Regions from separate parts of the Mus musculus genome. Here regions 1 and 3 are each linked to region 2. A link is a contact called in public Hi-C and Micro-C data. All regions are on one chromosome and are shown on one strand. Each heading gives the region's core, a stretch centred on a gene start, on an enhancer-like site or on the middle of the called end of the contact. The rest is flanking DNA. Distances are from core to core; before and after follow the strand shown. Region 1 overlaps Gm13497 (predicted gene 13497). Region 2 holds the start of 1700057H21Rik (RIKEN cDNA 1700057H21 gene). Region 3 has its middle 64 kb from the start of Gm13497.

The links. A called contact is a pair of places that touch in the nucleus more often than the background predicts.
Region 1: a contact with region 2 is called in a Hi-C map of embryonic fibroblasts, with 2.9 times the contacts expected there. The contact joins the enhancer-like site here to the promoter of 1700057H21Rik in region 2. A contact is called at or near these places in 6 of 484 Hi-C or Micro-C datasets (the HL-1 cell line, adipose-derived mesenchymal stem cells, embryonic fibroblasts and 2 more) and 1 of 9 other capture datasets (embryonic stem cells).
Region 3: a Micro-C map of granulosa cells shows a contact between it and region 2, with 2.6 times the contacts expected there. The contact joins the enhancer-like site here to the promoter of 1700057H21Rik in region 2. A contact is called at or near these places in 12 of 484 Hi-C or Micro-C datasets (3T3-L1-derived adipocytes, the HL-1 cell line, adipose-derived mesenchymal stem cells and 6 more), 1 of 115 datasets of contacts at active chromatin or transcription factors (bone marrow-derived dendritic cells) and 1 of 9 other capture datasets (embryonic stem cells).

What each region holds. Positions count from the first base shown.
Region 1 is chr2:51,277,597-51,280,521 of GRCm38.p6, reverse strand. The region is part of intron 1 of Gm13497 (predicted gene 13497); the gene reads right to left. Among named protein-coding and RNA genes, the nearest start is that of Gm13497, 37 kb to the right of the region's middle. Within about 2 kb of position 1,276, at least 35 of the 459 cell types and tissues checked have an H3K27ac peak or open chromatin away from gene starts, as enhancers often do. A contact at or near this core is called in the HL-1 cell line and embryonic fibroblasts, where this site is marked.
Region 2 is chr2:51,436,621-51,439,516 of GRCm38.p6, reverse strand. It overlaps 1700057H21Rik (RIKEN cDNA 1700057H21 gene), which reads left to right and starts at 1,617. Exons shown (of 3, transcript NR_130155.1): 1 at 1,617-1,823. Gm32434 (a long non-coding RNA gene) reads right to left here and starts at 1,525. Exons shown (of 5, transcript XR_374359.3): 1 at 1,451-1,525; 2 at 1,202-1,344; 3 at 828-883.
Region 3 is chr2:51,304,138-51,306,999 of GRCm38.p6, reverse strand. No RefSeq gene overlaps it. Among named protein-coding and RNA genes, the nearest start is that of Gm13497, 64 kb to the right of the region's middle. Within about 2 kb of position 1,324, at least 64 of the 459 cell types and tissues checked have an H3K27ac peak or open chromatin away from gene starts, as enhancers often do. A contact at or near this core is called in adipose-derived mesenchymal stem cells, embryonic fibroblasts, granulosa cells and 1 more, where this site is marked.

The DNA.
Region 1 (2,925 bases), core at 27-2,526, 160 kb after region 2:
ATTTTATTGAATATTAATGTTTAGCTTTAAACACTGAAAGAGATTGGTCTGAAGAAATAACCAAATTGCCTTTGAAGTCATAGTTTTTCTTACAAGGGTGATTTCTAGTTAGGACTCATTAAACATAAAATTAAAAAATCCACTCTGCATTGATGACACATACTTAATAAAAACCAGGAAGATATAAATGGATGGATATGTATATAATTTTAGTGTTCTGTTTGTTGGTTTGTTTGTTTGATTGTTTTTTGTTTTATTTTTTGTTTTCATTTCCTTCCTGGCACCCTCATTTTCTAAGGCAGGTGTTTGTCTTTAAGTTTTGTTGCTTCTTGGAATTCTGAGAGGAGATAAACTGAATGTTAGTCCATGTTCTTAATACTGCGGTTGGCTATTTTCCAACGGTCTTTGCTGCAGAATTATATCTGTTATGTCTTTTGGTCTTGCATAGAGTAGTGATCAGCCTGTAAGACTCTCCTGTCTAAGTGCATCATTTCATATAAAACACAACTGGCAAAAACAAAAGGTTAGCTGGTTTCATGGCTAGGTCAAGGCATGTGTGTTGCCAATAAAGGAGCAGTCTTTAACATCTGGTGTGAGGGGCTGTTGAGAGCGTTCACTGGCTAAGAGCACAGGCTGCTCCTGCAGCGGACTCTTGTTTAGCTCTGGGCCCCCACAGGATGGCTAACAATAGTCTATAATTCTAGTTCCCAGGGATGTGATCTCTCTTCTTACATCTTTGGGCATTGCACATATGTGTGGCACAGATAAATATGCAAGCAAAGAACACATATATGTAAAATGAATAAATAAATCTTTTCAAAGAAAGACTGGAGGGAGCAAAAGCCAGCAGGAACACATTAAGTTGTACCACTAAACTAAATTAGAGATTTTGAAAATCTCCATTGGTCTTCACTCTGGTTAAAGAATGACTCATTGGTAAAGAACTTGATGAATTTAAAAAAAAACTTCACCTTGGCAGACATCCTAAATTCTCCCCTGGACTGCTATGTATACATATTTAGCCCTTGTAACTAACATCCTTTATTTGGATTTCGAGATTTCAAAACATCGTTTTTCCAGTCTACGTGCTAAGTTTTGAATTATGTTCTGACATTTGGTTTCTTGTCATTTATAACGTATTTTATGACAATCCTTGAGATTAAATTTGGAGTCTGAAAATCAGTGTGATTGGAACTTACCTGTGGATATTAGAGAGAGCTGGGTAATTTGAACTTGGCTGTGAGGGCTGAGACGAAGAGTACATGGTGGATGGGGTGAGATAGAGAGGAATCCTAACAAGTATTAGTGAGTAACCTAGGCTTTTTCCCCCAATAGAGCTATGTTTAATACAGAGACACAGTTGTCACTATTAATTTCTCTTTATGAGGCATTTCAATGATGCTGTAGTTTAAAAATAATAACCAACATTGTTATTCTCAGGTATGTGAGCAGTAAAGCTGACATTTTAGCCTTCTGGCTATTGCTCAAGACATTACCTAATACATTACCTCATAATGATGACTAGAGAAGAACATTTTCAAAAGCACAGTCATAAAGTGCTTTGATAAAGCCACCCCAGGTCTTGTGGCCAAACATAGATGCCAAAACCCCCTAAAATGAGTTAGGGGTGATAGCTGTCTCTGCCCACTCTCAGAGAGACCATTTGCCCTTTCAGGGGTCTGTTTCACGTTGGAACAGAACTGCCGGCACTTACACAATATGACATAAATTGTGACAATTTATCTTTTCCAGAGCGGGAAGGAGGGGCAGCCTATGAGTAGCCATAACATACAAGACTCTGTCTTCCTCTTCATATTTATGCTAGGGGAAAATTATAAGCCAATAAAACTTTGTCCGTCGAGTTCTTATCCCTTAGGAGGCAGAGTTGGGGTACATGAGCCCAGCATGCAGTGACTTAACAAGACACCAGTATGACACTATGCATTGCTTGCAACGCTGCCAGAATCTGATAGAACTGCCCCAGGAGGGGCTAAGTAAGTAACTGTAGCCAGCAATGGATGACTGTGGGGCTCATTTTCCATTTTTACTTAGTGAGTAAAAACTGTATCTTCCTCATTCCTAAGACATCAGCACCTCAATTGGCTTGGCTTTCTCCTTCTTATTCCATATGTTACACATCTGTCCCTGCCATTTTCGATCCAGATTTCTAGAAACATCCTCAAAGATGGTGGATCTTGACTCTATTTGCATATTAACATTAAATAAAGAGGTTTAAAAAGAATGCCAACACCTACCTCTCACAGTCTGGAACTTTCAATTCAAATAGCCAAGGCTTTCGTGAGCAAAATACTCACCAGCTAATTCTAATACTTGTGCAAGGTTAACAACACTGACATAGGAAGTTCAGCCTTTTCTGAACAAATAATACGTAGCTAGTAATGTTTCTGAGTCAGAGAGTGTTTGAGAAAGATAAAGCTGGTGACATTTTGCAGAATGCAAGGTAAAAGAACAAGGCTGCATGCATAGCTCAAGGGCTCATCCGTTCCATCCATATTCAAAGGCTGATCATTCATGGTAGCTGGAGGGTCAAGCGAGGTATAATGACTCTGTTCACAATCACAGCTTAAACCCTATTGAATATTATGTTTAAATGCCATTTTAAATTGTCTTCTATGGTAAATTGCAAAGCTCACAGGCACTGGTGGCTGAGGAGTGTCTCCAATGGGCATTTATTTACAGCCACAGTGGATTCAGACTAGCTCCCCTGAAGAATCAGAAGGCAGATAGAGGCCAACAAGCTCCTTCTTCCTTGTTGATTTTACAGATTGGAGATAGGAGAATGTAAAGAGTAATTCCCATGATTTCCATGTGACCCAAGGCTGCAAGGGGCACAAGAATCCCCACCTATTGGGGGGCTCTCATCAGAAGAGGGGGAGCTCTCATCAGAGGAGGGAAAGCTGAGGA
Region 2 (2,896 bases), core at 368-2,867:
TTCTGTTGTTGCATCCTAAGGGAGACCTGAAGCCCAAGCAGCTTTCTCAATTGATGCTGGCTTGACATTTTGCACAGTAAGGAAGGGCAGGGGTATATATCTTTGTGGTTTGGCCAGGTTCATAGTATTTGTCTGTAATTGCTGTGAAACTTTCAGTTGGAGGCTGTTCTCGTTTTCATGCCCATGGCTTAGGTTTGCTGGAGTAATCTCATCTAATAACTGTGAGACCAGGACTTTAGAGAGCTGTTTCTGCAAGCCCTGTGGTTTGCCAGTTAGTCACAGTTCAGGGGTAAGTGAGGTAAGAAAGAGAGGCAGGAAGAAAAGGCAGGGAAACATGTATGTGGGTGGAGAGGGAAGTGTGGTCAAAGTCAAGGGCAAAGGTGAAACTGAGACTCCCTTATCCTGTCTATTCCAGTTGGTTTTAGGACAATCTGTTATTTATATTTTTGTTACTATCTAATAGAGAAGCATATATGAAAGGTTACATGTCATTTTCTTAAAGATAAGATGAAATTCTCACATCATTGTCTTGAGAGGTTAACATGGATTTCATGTTACCCTACCTTAAGACTGCTTTCTGCTTAAGTATCTAGAGGTAAGGGAAGACACATCAGGAGTCAGATTGCCATCCCCTGAGCTGGATTAAATTCTAACTACATAGAGTTTACATTTTTAAAAGTCCAGTTCCTTGGTTCCTAAGATGTCCTGTGATTGTGTGTTCTCTTGCTCAGAGATGCAATCCCTTCCACTATGCCTGAGAACATGGGGTCACACTCAGCAGTCACAACATCTAGAAATGTATTGATCCTACTAAAATAGACGCTTACTGTTGTTTGCTTGGCTGCTGGTCCCGGAGGTAAGAGCAGAGGATGGGCACTCATTGCTAAACAGAAAAAACAGAGTTCAGTGCTGGGAAGGAAGGGGTCACTCAAAGGCACAGGGTGTGCATGGGGTGTATGTGTGGGAGGTGTTTGGGAGGTGGGGGCTGGGGACGGGTCATTTGGGGAATTATTGCTCACTGCCCAGGTTGCCTGTAAATTGATGTTTGTTAGATACTGTGTTGAAATGGAAAACCCACAAATGGTTTCGCCAAGTCTCTGTAGTATTAACAACTCTCATTGGCCACAAGCCACTTGACTTTAATGGATTATCTGTCTTGGACTGTTGGGAAAAATGTCCCACCCTCCCCTCTCCGACTTACCATCACTTGTTCCTTGGAGTTCTTGTTACGGAGTGATCATTTGTTTCTGTTCCAGATTTGTGAACAGTCCTTAATTCACCAGAATCCAATCTAACGCCATTTAAGAAGCAGCATTCCATGTTAGGCAGGTGAAGTGCCAGCTCCTAGAGGCACAGAGATAATAATCTAGGCCATTTTACCACCCAGTGCAATAGCATCTGGGCAACGCAGACTAATCAAAAACCAGCTACAGTAAGCAGCATGACCCACCGGCTTCAGCCCTACGGAGATCCTCCCTGCCCTGCGCTCCTTGTTGTGTTTCATCCTCTCTCTGTCGCACAGCACTTGCCGATCACGTGGGAGTGGGTGTGATGCAGATGTTCTGTGATGTCACATAGCCCAATAAAGAGGCAGGGGTGCTTTGTAGCTTCCAGAAGGATTCCTAGGAGGAACTGACAAGTGGTGCTCTAAAGCCCAACCAACTCCATTTTTTAAAGAAGAAGCTCCAGTTTGTACGAGGCCTGACTCCAATTCCAGGATGAAAGCCATGAAGACCACTTGTGCGAACATCATACGGCAACTGCCCGGACTCCTGGACCCTACCCCTAGCAACGGCCAGTCAGGCTACACTGGCAGGGCCAAGGTACATATAACCTAAGACATCCTGCAGAAAATAGAAAATCTGGCCATCCTGTTTGTCAGGTGGTTTTGCCCCTGTATCTGGTTCCTACAGATTACGTCAGAAATGCAGTTTTAAAAATATTAACTTGCTGACCCGTATGGAAACTCGCCAAGCTTGTTGTAACCACTCATTTCTGAGCCATTGTCATGGTGCAGGTGAGAGTCCTTGCTCGCATTAAAGACCCTGTATGTTTGCATCGGAATTGACTCCTTGGTAGTCTTTGGGGTCCCTGAGACTTGGGCATAACAGTGCTAAGATAACGTAGTACAGACAGAAGCCTTGAGCATGCCATCAAATAAACTTCTTTCTTTACAAAGGAGACACTTTGAAGTGAAGCAGCATTCAGTCCTCCTAGTGAAACAGCAACGTACAATATAGTACGTCCAGAACTCCTTTTGTCATCTCCATTGCCTGTGCTTAGAACTGAAAGGCAGATTCTGTTGTGGTGTTTTGTTTTGTTTTGTTTTTTTCCCCTGCTTCTATTTGCTATCAGTTGAGAATATTATAATGTGGAGGTTGGGGCAGAGGAGAGGTGGGGGCATCTGGGGGTTAGCCTGGCTGAAGAGGAGGGTAGATTTCTGTTTGAAGAGTTTTCCCTTTTGAAAATATCCTAGGATTTCCATGCTGTTGTTTTGTTCTCACTTTGACACTGTTTATTTTTTTTCTTTTTTTGACTTTCCAAATTGTTAACTTTATTTAAATTGAAAAATATTTCTTAAAACTGCATATAGCATCAAGATCATTGATGAAAATCACCAGTATTTGTAAGGCAGAAACATTTATAGTAACAAAACTAGGGCGGGGGTGTTTTGCTGACATTGTCTGGGTACCACGAGCATGCACTGCCTGTGGAGGCCAGCAGAGGGCGCAGAATACCCTGAAACTGGAGCTGCAGAGACTTCTGCTGAGAATCCAACCAAGGTCCTCTAGGAGAGCAGCCAGTGATCTTAACAGCCCAGCCATCTCTCCAGCCCCTACTCCTGTCACTTTTTCAGAGACAATGCTTAAATTATAAAAGGGTGGAAATGATGTAA
Region 3 (2,862 bases), core at 75-2,574, 130 kb after region 2:
CCACGGAAACATCAAAAAGCCCAAGCTGAGCACAAGAAGTTGCATCTAACTCAGCTGGTAGAAAGTCGTGTTGTTTACCATGCATTCAAGTTCATTACCTTAGTTGTGATTTGCTGCAATCAGCTAAATCCACTCTGTTAATTCTCTTACTTTTCAGTAAGATTCTAATTGCATATAGCAGGCTGTCTTTTGAGCCCTGGGTGAGCTGGCCATCTTAGTTAGAGAAAGTGTGTATTGTTCAGAGATCAAACAGCAACTACCTTGTTACATCTGCATACTTGGTTGTTTTCCAAGGAGTTCCTGGAACTCCCAGTATCTTTCTGGTACCAGAGTGTGCAGACCTTAGAAATCATCCCTAGGTTTGTTTCACCCTTGGTTTGAGGGCACAATCAGTGATAGTCAAAGAAGGAAGACACAGGCATTGAAGCTTCTAAGTGAATAAAAGACTACAGCACAGTGATGCTGTTCTAGGAGACATTATCAGGCAGTAGCAATCCTCAACTATGGGAATCCTTGCAGCCCAAGGGGACACAGAGGATAATTTCCATATAAAGGAAGCAGATGAGTCACTACCCTTCCTTCTGCCTCCAGAAAATGCCTATGTTCTTCCATAGCTCCAAGCCATTCTTTCCCAGAAAGCTTTAGGGATGGCACAGCTGAACTTCTTGTGTTTAGTGGGCTAATTTCCCCCCACTCTCGGGCAGGTGTAATGTTTATTGTCCATAGACATTGTGCATCTTTGTAGAGAGCCTGATGGGATCCCAGTAGAATGACGCGAGAGGAAGAACAAAGATAACAGAGAGCCTCGGTATAGCCTCTGGTCCTACTTCCAAATTATTTCGGGAATGATCTCTTCCTCTTCCTGTAGCTCTCAATGTGCGTCCTTGTATTCCCACTGCACACCAACATTTCAGGCTCTGTGTGTCCCCTCCCCATGCATTTCTCTCCCTAGACAGACAAGAATAATTATTTCTCTTCTCATTTTCCTCTTCCTATGGCCTCTCTGTGAGCATCATTAGGTTACACTATTACATTCCAAGAGCTATGCACTTGATTTAGGTGAATTTGCTAGAAACAGCGCTAACCCTGCTTGATTGAAGAGAAACCTCACATTTGCTCTCTTGCTTTCCCTCCCTGGATTTCTCCCTCTAGTTGAGTACAAAGAATCTGCAATCTGCTTTCAGTCAACACTGCTGACACATCAAAGAAATATGACTTTAATTTTTTTTTCTAAGAAAAAATGAATCATGTAGTGTTCCCCGTACAGACAGTACCCTCCTCTGTTAGATGGCTGTGTAATCTAAAATCCTGGGTCCCATTTTTTTATGCCAGCAATGGTCAAATGATTGAGACTGCAGTGCAGAGCGCCACCACACCAGGACATGACCTCATCTGCTCTGAGAAACGGAGTGGGGTTGAGCTGGGTCAGTGTTTGCGGGAGCATGTTTCCGGTGAGAGCTGAGAAAATCTCAGGAAGGGACAACAATTTCTCATTCTGTTCAACAGCCGTCTTTGATGAGAACACTTGAGTTGAAAATTCAAACTAATGATAAGCTTATTATTATCACAGGAAAACCACTCAGTAGAAAACAGTTCCATCTTTTTATGAATAAGCAACAAGACACAACAACTATTTTTTTAAAAAAGAAGAAGAAGGTTCATTCATAGTTCATTTTAATGTCAGGAAGTGAAAATAAGTGAATCCATTTTTTTTTCTCCCCAAATGAATAATTACTAAGGATGGGTGGTTACAAGCAGAACATTTTCAGCTTTTTTTTTTGTACTGCTCTAGTCGTCTTTTCTATGATTCATCTGTCATTTTTTTAAAGACCTTCAATAGTCTTGTGAATCATCTACATACCTGTTTCCAAAGACTACCAGAGAAATGCAGAGCACTTGCTGATCAAGGTTCACAAACCAGAGAGCCAGCCGCACTTAGGATCCAGAATATCTCACCAAACAAAGCAGCACGTTCTCCAGTCACTCAGATGAGCCAGGGCCTTTTGTCACGTTGTGCTGAGGCAGAGGAGGCAGTTTGGAAGATAAATAATGAGAAATAGCACTTAGGGCTGGATTTTGTAATTATGTTCTGCCCACTAAAGGTTCCTATAAGCATCACCAGGCCTTGACTCTTTCAGCTTCTCATGACTCATGGCTGCGATACAGCCCACTGTGAGGGAGCTGTAATCCGAAAGCCAGGAGAACAATCTCCCTTGAGTGTATGTGCAGGTGGACGAGCCAGGGGTGGGTGTCTGAGTCTGTTTCTGTGACAGCAGGACTTCTGCAGGTTTGTTTCAGCTGCCAAAGAAACGACTCTGCTGAATATGAATTAGGCTGTGCTTTACCTCTTGTCCTTGGAGGTATCTCTATCAACACCACACACACACACACACACACACACACACACACACACACACAGAGAGAGAGAGAGAGAGAGAGAGAGAGAGAGAGAGAGAGAGAGAGAGAGAGAGAGAGAGAGCCCACCCAGCTATGCTCTCAAATAAGGCAGGTAGTTGCATTTTCTGGAATCAACACTGAGCAAAGAAACATTCTAGAGCATGTATGCTGTGTGTGGAGGATAGCAGAGAAAATAAGGAACAAAGAATGTGTATTATAAACCCAAGGAAATAGATGGAATAGGTGACTTAATGAGAAAAAATAAAATAAAAAGAAAAGCAACTAATACAAGCTACTAAAATGGACAGTGAATTATACCTGTAAAAATATGAATTGAGTAAGTGACCCTGGACATTCTCATGCAAAGAAAAAGGACGTGAAAGAAGAAATAAAGTTGACAACTGGGAAAACTGCAGGTAAAATATTAGGTCCCTGGCACATCTTAGGAGAGATGCACAAAAAGCT